2 separate regions of the Gossypium hirsutum genome follow, and region 2 is linked to region 1. A link is a contact called in public Hi-C data. All regions are on one chromosome and are shown on one strand. The core of a region is the stretch at or near the end of the contact, and the rest is flanking DNA. Distances in the headings are between cores, read along the strand shown. Region 1 holds the start of LOC107937451 (autophagy-related protein 8f). Region 2 holds the start of LOC107920890 (40S ribosomal protein S13).

Region 1 (5,406 bases), core at 2,307-4,806:
CGAATCTTTTGCATTGCTGTTATGGAAAATTCTACCCTACGCTTAAAAAAATATAAACTAAATTTGGTATAAAGATAGAAATTTTGGTAAACGTTAAAAATTTGGATATACATTAGATAAATATAATTGTTTTTGATATACATACATTAGATAAATATAATTGTTTGTATATGTAATATATAAATGTAAAATAGTGTTACATAATGATGGTGTCGGTGAAAATCAAAATTTTATGTATAATGATGTAAATAATTAAAATTTGTGCATAATATTTTACATTAGATCAGAGTTGTGTAATTTTGATGTATATATATTTTTAATTGAAGTACTAAGCTCGCGAGACCCGTGTCGTGTCAAGTTTAGTTTTAATTAATGATCTTAATTTGTTAGGTTCACCAATCTCAGGTCACTTTCATCTGTCTCATTTCCTATTCTGTGATCAAACTCAAACATAATTTATCATAAAAGTTGGTTCGACTATGAAAGTCCTAGAGGGACACTCGAGAGATATAAAAACTTTGCTTAGATAACCTTTGAAACTGCACCTCCACTCATGATGTGAATCACTATAATAAATTATAATCTATTATAACAATGTTAAAATTTTAATTTAGTTTAAAATAAGTGATTTTTTAATATTCTTAGATAAGATAAGCTTCATTATTGAATTATTGGTTTAGCTCTTAAAACCCAATGAAGGGTAAAAAATTGAAATAGAGTTCCCAATACTTAATTCAAACTATTCATGAACCACATTTAAGCCACGAAATGTTTTAGTTAATCTCTAAAATTCCCCTTCTCTAAAAGAAAAAAGTAATTGAGTTTAATATATGTAATACGTCTTTGTCTTTGACTTCCATTACGGTACGTTTCTTTATTTTGGTAGGTGATCGACAAAGTTATTCAAAATATTCGGAGTTTTGATGTTTGAACGTCAAACACTCTGCATAGTCATAATTCATTTCATGTTTTTATTTTCTTTTGGTAATAATGGGTAAACTACTAAAATGGTTTTTTTTGTTTGACTTAGGTTACATTTTAGTCACTTATGTTTCAAATGTTACGTTTTAGTCATGTTTTCGTGTTGTAACATTTTAGTCACTGAGCCGTTAATGGTCTAACAATATGCTGATGTGGCACATTAAATAATTATTTCATACGGAAATTTTAAGTTAAATTCTACAATTGATCCTTATATTTTTTTATTTTGAGCAATTTATTTTTTTCTTTTATGTTCTTTTAACTTTTTTTTCTTTATTTTCCATTCTTTATTTCTTTTAACGTAATTTTTTATGTTTTCCATTCGTTAAAACGAGTCCACAAGCTCGTCTCATTTAAAAAAAATTAAAATATTTTAAAAAAACAAAAGTTTAAGAACTAGTTTTAACAAATGGAAAACATAGAAAAACTACGTTAAAAGAAATAAATAAAGGAGAAAAATAGGGGAGAAGCAAAAGAGAATAGAAAATAAAGAAAAAAATATGAAAGTTAAAAGAACATAAAAGAAAAAAAATTAAATTGCTCAAAACGAAAAAATATGGGATCCGATTGTATAAATTAACATAAAATTTTTGTTTGAAATAATAATTTAACATGCCACGATAGTTTACTGTTACACCATTAACGGCTTAGTAACTAAAATGTTATAACATTATAATGTAAGTGATTAAAATGTAATATTTTAAATATAAGTTACTAAAATATAACTTAAAGTAAACAAAAATGATTATTTTAATAGTTTACTGTTCGAATGTGAATGAGTGCTTAATATTTTTATTTTAAATTCATTAAATCTTGATCTATTATTATTGTTACGTTCTACATTTCCATTTCCGTACGAAACACTCATCTCTTTTAACTCTTGCAAGCAATAATATACCCAACCAAACCCTATCTTTATTTCTATATATCTATAGATATATTAAACTATTGTATCGAAAATTATTAAAATATATATTTTTAGGCATAATGATTTATTTAGTCATTTAGTTTTATAAAAATTTTTTTTTAGCTATTCATATAATTTTTTTTATCTCTTTTAATTATTGAATTTGTATTTTTTTGTCAAATCACCCTAAAATGAATAGAAAAATTAAACTTTGCTAATGTGAACATATATGTAGATTACCATGTGGATATCACATTAGCAATTAATTAAATTTTTAAAAAATCATGAAAAATTCCAAAAAAATAGAACATTATTAAAATTATTTAAAACTTTTGTAAAAAATAAAAAATCTATCTTATAAAGTTTTTTAAAAAAATTAAAAAATAATTAATTAATTATGTGGGATTCATATAGCTATCTATGTTTATGTTCACGTCAGTAAAGTTAATGTTTGCCAACATTTTCATCTATTTTGAGGTGATTTGATTAAAAATAAACACAAGCATGAATTGCAGAAGAAGTTCTTGCAGTTAAAACGCCGTGTGTTCAAAGTTTAAAACAAACGAAAAATTATATAGATGACTAAAATGATTTTTTTATAAAATTGAAAGGTTGAATAAATCATTATGCTTAAATATGAAATAACAAATATTAATATAATGACATTTTCTGTCTTTTCATTTTTAATAAAATAATACTATAATATAATTTAAACTTTTAATTTAACCATTCAATTAATATTTTAAAGTAAATTTATTATAAATTTATTTTTTTACATATTTTTTTTCACCCGTGCCATTAAACTAGTTTATATATATAATTTTTTTAATATAAATATCGTTTTCAAAAATATATATCAAATTCGTAAAGTTAAGCAATCATCTTTGGTTGAATTTGATGTTATAAGTTAAGTATAGATTATAATAAATTAAATACAAATATTTAAATATTCCAATTTAAAAAAAATAATAACCGTTCAAAATTAATACTTATTTAAAGGTTAGCTTTTTCAATTTAAGAAAAAAATGTTATTAATTCATATTTTATCAATTTAGTTTTTTTAGTTAAATTTGATCCTAACCTTTAAAAAAGAGTTAAATTTAACAATCAAACTTTTAAAAAGGAATTAAAATGATTTTTTCGATAATACTAATTAAAATGTTAAAATTTTAAACATGATAATTTACATGACAATTTAGGTGTACTCTATGTTGTTGTTTTTTTGAATTTTTTATATTTTTAATATTATATTTTTATAATTTTTAAATTATTTGTGACGCGGCATATAAGATAAATAATGTTATGTTAACATGATATGCATATGAACTGTCATGTGTATGGTTAATGTTATAATTTAATATTTTAGTCATCATTTCCGTTAAAAAAATTTGACTAATTTTTGAGAAGTTAAGAGTTCGATTTTGTTAAAAAAATAAAAGCTAAATCGACAAAAAAAAATATAAACATGGAGGATTGAAATTTTTCCGAATTTATCATTTGCAACCGTAATCATTGAAGTCCTTGTTGAAGACCCGACTCACATGGCCCGACCCGAGTCTAATCACATAAAAGGAACCGCAGGAGAAGCCAGAAGGCCCAAACCTATTATCGTCTTTTCACTTTTATTTATTCATATTTATTTTTAATATTTAAAGACAATAATAGCTTAGCAAGTCTGGATCTCTTCAATTCAGTCTCTTAGTTTTCGTGTTCTTGTTGTTTACTTCTAAGTCTCTTGATTTATCGATTTTAGTTTTCATTCAGCTGAAAAGAAAATTTGAAAAAAAAAGATTATTATTATTTTTTATTTTTTGTATCTGGATTCTTCAAAATCGAATAACGGTTCGTATGTTCGTATGTTGAGATTTTAAAATTTTGTTGTCTCGATTTTGAATTTAAGATCTAGGTTTTTTGAAAAAATAAATCTTTTTCTTTCTTCTTTTTCATGTCTATTTGTTGAAATTGTGTATTTGCTTATTGTGCAGAGATACTCAGCACAATGGCTAAAAGTAGCTTCAAGATCGAGCATGACTTTGGTATTTACTGATATTTGTGTATTAGTATTAGTTTTTGTTATTGATTTAGCTATTTTTTGGTTGGCTTTGTTAATTTATGGCTTCTTGATGTTTAGAGAAAAGGCGCGCTGAGGCTGCAAGAATTAGGGTAAAATACCCAGATAGAATTCCAGTAAGAATCAATCATTAACTATATCTGTTTTATTATTTTTAATTTTTTTTTCTGATGTTAAAATAGCAATTTTGATTGTTCTATCGCTTGTTTGTCCTTGGTTTATGTAGTGCCATGTGTTTTTAACTTTTAAATTTTGTTGAGAATTTCTGTTAGGTATCAGTTTATGTTCCATATTTTAGATCAAATGACAATTTCCATATACCAACTTTAGGGGTTGGACTAGTCTGGCTTGCATTTCCTTGACTTTGTAGTGTAATATTCCACTGTGTTGTTAAGGCGTGTGTGCACCTAGGCTACCTACGATGTTGTGCTTGCAGCGTAACGGTAATGATACCTATTGTGTCATGTCAGTAATATGCTTTGTTTGATGTATGTTCATGGGATCTGGCTCAAGGATTTTAAGCAATTATTTGACAGATGAATTGGCAATACTGTCATTACTGTGTAGACAGGATTGCAGTCCCTTTGTTTGCTATTGGACCATGGTTAAGGCATGCATCTATTAACATCGTGTGATACTTATTGTGTTGTGATTGCAGCATAGTAATACATGTCGCGTTAATATCAGTAATTTGCTTTGTTTTTAATGTATGTTCGTGAGAAATGGCTTGAGGATTTCAAGCAATAGTTGAATATTTGTATTGGTTGGATTGTCGTTACTTTCTAGACATGATTGAATGAATAGAACGATATCATGTAACAACTTTTTGTTTCGGGAAAACCTGTGCCTGTTTTAAGCTGGTGAAAAGGAAAACTTTTGCTATTTAGGGCATGGCTAAATTAGAACAGCTAATTATGAGGCATTGAATAATTTAAAATCTCAATAAAGATTAAATTCCCTTCAGATACTCTATGCCTCCCTGCTGAGGAGGAGAAAAAGGCCCTTTAAGGAGGAACAAGAAAAGCATGAAACTCGAGCAGTTAAAAGTTTAGAGCGCTCAATATCTTAATCCTGGAATAAATTACTAATCTTTATATTAAAAGCATATAAGGTTAAATGGAGGCTGCTTGAATTGGTTTATGCATGTTTGGTCCATCTCCTTGCATGGTGCAAAAGAAAAGCTTATGCTTTCTGACCCCAATCTTTCTTATATTGATATTTGCTCATTAGGTGATTGTGGAGAAGACGAAAGGAAACGACATCCCTAACATTGACAAGAAGAAGTAAGCAACAATTTCATGCCTAGTGCTCAACATCTCCATATTATTAATTTATTAGACACTGGTGATGACATTGATTATATAATTTACAGATACTTAGTACCAGCTGACTTGACAGTGGGTCAATTTGTCTATGTGATCCGAAAAAGAATCAAATTGAGTGCTGA
Region 2 (5,222 bases), core at 1,534-4,033, 160 kb after region 1:
CAACCCAACCCAATTCTTAAGAGGTTTCATTTAGGATGAGTTGCTGTACCTCCCTTAGTTTCATGTTACATTGATAAGATGAAAACATATATGATATCATGTCCTCGTGTTTTTCATTTTCTGAAAACAAATAAAAACAACTTAGATTCTTGAAACCACATAGTGCCTAAAAGGTCTCAACCATTGTCGAATTTTATTACAAAGTCAAATTTAATTATCCTAATGCTTGAAAATAATAGTGAATAAAATGCATTGATCTCTTCACTTTTTCTAATTTTTAATTTGAACTCAAACTTGAAGTTGAAGATGAAGATGGGAGGAGTAATCAAAACTCATCTTTCACTAGATAAACAAACTCATGCAACTCGATTTTTACTCTCTAGTTAAAAAGTGAAACTAGATTGACTTCAACCCAAATTTCAAATTTCGAATTTCGAGTCAACTCAAGCCTTTCACAGCTTGAGTTCAGCTAAGCTTGGTACGCCCCTAGATCTTAAAAGCAAATAAACGACAAGATTAAAAACACCAAAAATAAAACATTTCAACTTGAAGGGAAAAAACTAAACATAATTCTGACACTAAACATAATATTTTGCCTCCCAAGTATCTCATTTTCAAGCCACAAATGAACTAGTTCTTTAAATTTTAAAAGCATAAATACCAAAAGTTTAGCCCTGCATCCAGGAGAATGTCAACTGCAGCGCTTGGAAGATGGTTCAAACTGTGCCACCTCTAAGCCACAAGAGTGCTGGCAGTGGTAGATTCACTGCATGAAGAAAAATATGTTCAGATTTGCAAGTTAAACCCCAAATCTTGAGACCAGAGAATACTCAAATAACCAGTGTCGAGGTCAACAAAATTTTCTAAAAGACCATACCTCAGACCATTAGTTAAATTACTATTTAACCGCGTATGTGTCCTACACATATTTGTAAATAGGTACCAAGGTACAATCCGCCAAATATGAAATATATTTAGAAAAGGGCATACACAGGTAAGACACGTGCATCCTAACCTAAAACACGTTAAGAACATCGATGGAAGCAGAGATAAAAGTACTCACTATTTCCACACTGGTGGTAGCTTCTTTGTCTTCTTGTAATAACGGGCAAGACGGTGAATTCTGCTCTCAACCAAGATTAACCTAAACTTGGAATCCTTGTCTTTCCTGTTCCGCTCAAGGTGCTTTCTGATGGCTACCGCTTTCTTAATCAGGTGGTACAGATCCTCGGGGATTTCTGGAGCAAGACCTGACAAAACCAAATTGATAAGTCAACTGTTTATCATCACTTATAAGGGAAATGCAACAGCAAAAAATGTCAATGACGTGTACCATGGGCTTTCAATATTCGCAAAATCTTGCTGCCAGTAACACTCTTCACCTGAGCAATGCCATGAGAATCACGGAGAATGACACCAATTTGAGATGGAGTCAAACCCTTCTTTGCAAACTTGTAAATGTTCTCCTCAACCTAAAAGATCAAATCAAGATCAATGAATATTGTCAAAAAAATAGTAAACTTTTCATATGGACAGAATAAACTAAAGTAGGGTACTTTTTTCAACTCCACATCGCATCAATGTAAAACCTATGTTACTCGGATTTGAGAGTAAGTGTCGATATGGGTATGTGATATGCTTACTTTTTTTAAAATTTTCCATATATTTGGAGGATCATACCTTCACATTCATGGCCAAATAGGTGTTGAACAAGAGTACTTCAAGGAAAATAAAGAATCGAATTAACATAATGTAAAACCCGGGAAAGAGAGCATTTAGAATGTTAAATGGAAAACTACAAGCAATAGTCTGAGCCTGAGGAAATATCAATTAGTTACTACAAAAACCTCCCATCACTTCAGTGGTAAAATTTATGATCGAAAGTCAAGACAACTTGAGGTTTATTCACAAAATGAACGAGCGGTAAGGCCTGAAACTACCAACAAATAAGGTCCAAAGACCATTATGACTCCACATTTGAGAAATATGAAAATCAAAAAAATCAAAAAAACAACTAAAAGCCACCTTACTCTAATTCTTCACTTTCCTTGAAGTTCTGCGTCTAATAATACCAATGCCCAACATAGCTTCGGCCATAGATTTTGAATATAGCCATTTCAAACCCACATCCGTATCTAATATCACAGCTAAATCCGAGTAACAAAAGGACTAAATGCACTATCAAACTTAAATAGTAACCATCGAGGAATTGCATCACATCTTACGATATTCTCGATCATGACCAATACTTAATCAATGAAATATCCATTAATCAAAAAATAATAAGGTACGTTTCAACCACTAATCTAAACCAAATAGGTTTTAAAAATCGTATATAAAATTAAAGGCACGATAAAAACCAAAGTGACTCACATCTTGGGAAGAGATCTTCAACCAACTAGGAGGAGTTCTCTTGTAAGGCAAAGCGGATGCTGAAATACCCTTACTGCAAAAGAAAAACTCAAATCAGTGACAAAGCAGATAGAAGAGATTCGACCAACGTAATCATAGGTTTGTTTTCAGAGGATAATGAAATCAAGTGTGAGAGGAAAATACAAACCCTCGGCTGTGCATACGACCCATGGTGACAGAGTTTCGAGCTCGGCTGATTGATTGCTTCTGATAGTGTAATTTGCAATGAGCAAAGAAACCCTAGGATCAAAATTAAGGATGGGGGCTAGGGTTCTTATTCTCCTCTGGTCCTTTGCTAGTGATTTATTGGGCCCTTTTTTCCCCTTTGGTGGTCTAGTTTTCTAGTATTGTTTATTGTATATATTGGATCAGGCCTTGCCAGTGAATTTGAGAAGGCCGAATTTAAATGCGGTTAAGAAACGTTTGGTTTGAAAATAACGGAATAATAACATTAATAGCCCCTAAATTATAGGGTATATTTGAATATGGTACCTGTACTTTTTTTTAATAATCTCAATATAGGTTCTGATCATATCTGCTCTTTTTTTACATGATACCTAGAATTACTCATAGCCCATCCCCAACCCATAAATAGAAGGATAATGTGCTTCAGCGCGCTCGAATCCACGTCCTCCTACATTGACAACAATGTCCATACTAATCAAGCTAAAACTCAATCGGCTGATACTTATTGTAATAGCCTGAATTCAAGGTTATTGGAACAGTAGTTTCGTAGCCACAAATCTGATTTAAAGATAAATTTATTTTAATATTTTTGCATGAATATTGATATGATAGGAAAATCATATGAAAATATAGATAGAAGAATTTTACTGATTTAGTGGTTAGTTAGAAAAAGAAATTATTGAAGAAATTGGGTAAAAACAAGGTATCGAGACCTCGATCTCGTAAAAACAAGTCAAAAATATTTTTATAAATATTTATGAAATGTTAGTAATATGGTATTAAAATTTCGGTAGAAAATTTTAATGTTTGGGTAGTCAATTAAGTAAAAAGGACTAAATTGAAAAAAGTGTAAAAGTTACTAGAAGGATTAAATAGCTCAATTGTTAAATGAGAAGGGACATAAATTACAAATAAGCCCAAAAGGAGATATTTTGGGAGGCACAAGCTGAGAAAAATCAGGAGAATTGGTGAAATAAAGGTAAAATGGGAAAATAACAAATTTTACTAACATAAAAATAGGACCAAATTGGAATATCTAGAATTCTCTTCATATTTTCTTCATTATCATCAGTAAAAAAACATCCTAGGGGTTTATTCAAGCTGGTACTTCATAATTTTTGCACCAAGTGAGTTAATCCTTGCCTTTTTCTTGTAATTTTTGTGTTTCTAAGACTTTTACAACTAGGTCCTATTACTAAATTCATTAGTTTTTTATTTTATGAATGAAATTGAAAGTTTCCATGAATATGTGCTAGAATTTTATGATGAAATAGCATGAAATTGAAGCTTTAATTTGTTTATGATATGATTTTATTAGGTAATTTCAATAGAAATTGATTTGTAAGACCTAATAGTGAAAAAGTTTGGAATTAAAGTCTAGTGCTAAAATTCTTATTCCAAAGGTTATAAAGTAGTTTAAAGTGATAGAATAAAGTGTTAATTGAGAAAAATAAGCTCAATTGAGAGGTTAATTGAGCAGGGATGAAATTATCATTTATTGAAAGCTTAGGAGAAAAATGGTAATTAACATCATGCACCAAAATAGTTTTGGACAGCAGCAGTAGTCTAACTTTAAGAAATCACCAAAAATTTTAGAGATCGAATTAGAGGATGAATAAAATATGAAATTAAATATTATTAATTCTAGTTTCTTAAAAAATAAACGGTGTAAGCAATGAAATTTTAAATCATGAGATATAATAGGTTTTGTGAGACAAGATCAGAATGAATTTGGGTTCCCCTGTTTTGACTTTGAAAAATCATCAAAAATTGAAGAAAAATTAATTAGGGGCTTAAATTTATATTTTTAAAATCCTTAATGAGTATATTTTCAAAAGAAATAAACGAGAACATCATTCGAATTATGTATAATGATATAATTAATTTTTAGTGAAGAGGGGTCGGAACTGTCAAACAGTGAAACAGGGGAACTTTAAAGAATAAACTGTACTTATTGGCTAAACCAAAAATTCTGAAAATTTTATGGTAAGAAGATATGTGAGCCTAGTTTCGGGGAAAATTATCGGATCTTAATTTGGAGTTCCGTAGCTCAAGATATAAATAATTTAGTGACTATGACTCAATGAGACAGCTTTGAATGCACTAAAAATAATAATGGAATTATAGAGAATGTTACATATGAACATGAAATGTATTAGATTAATGATTAAATTTACTTATTTAGATCCAGAAAATTCAAATACGAAGCTAGATCGAGGAAAAGAAAAAGTTCGGGATTAGTAGATTTTTGTTTACGAACAAGTATCGAGGTAAGTTCGTGTAACTTGAATTATATTCTTAAATGCTTGAAATGTTTGTTATTGATGTGAATATGATTTGAATGTTCATTGTATGAAACATTGATATATTTTATAAAAAGGGGAAGAAATCCCGGTTGAATGGAAGGAAAATTCGATGGATCTCTAAAAAGAATTTGACGGTAAAAAGGATCTAGCCCAGACGGGTGATCCTATCCTGATATAGACCTCCCGAAGAATATGTGGAAAATGGATTTAGCCCGGACGGGTAATCCGAACTAGGGTCTGAATTTAGCCTGGACTGGTAATCCCGATAATACTCTATGAGTTTATATTACAGGGGATTTAGCCTGGACTGGTAATCCC

Evidence for each region. A called contact is a pair of places that touch in the nucleus more often than the background predicts.
Region 2: a contact with region 1 is called in a Hi-C map of leaf, with 2.6 times the contacts expected there. The contact joins the promoter of LOC107920890 here to the promoter of LOC107937451 in region 1. A contact is called at or near these places in 6 of 34 Hi-C or Micro-C datasets (callus and leaf).

Annotation. Positions count from the first base shown.
Region 1 is chrD08:3,556,974-3,562,379 of Gossypium_hirsutum_v2.1, forward strand. It overlaps LOC107937451 (autophagy-related protein 8f), which reads left to right and starts at 3,557. Exons shown (of 6, transcript XM_016870334.2): 1 at 3,557-3,730; 2 at 3,874-3,924; 3 at 4,020-4,075; 4 at 5,190-5,242; 5 at 5,332-5,406. The coding sequence starts at 3,888.
Region 2 is chrD08:3,715,043-3,720,264 of Gossypium_hirsutum_v2.1, forward strand. It overlaps LOC107920890 (40S ribosomal protein S13), which reads right to left and starts at 2,784. Exons shown (of 5, transcript XM_016850710.2): 1 at 2,561-2,784; 2 at 2,374-2,446; 3 at 1,334-1,472; 4 at 1,064-1,250; 5 at 517-766. The coding sequence starts at 2,583. The coding sequence ends at 733.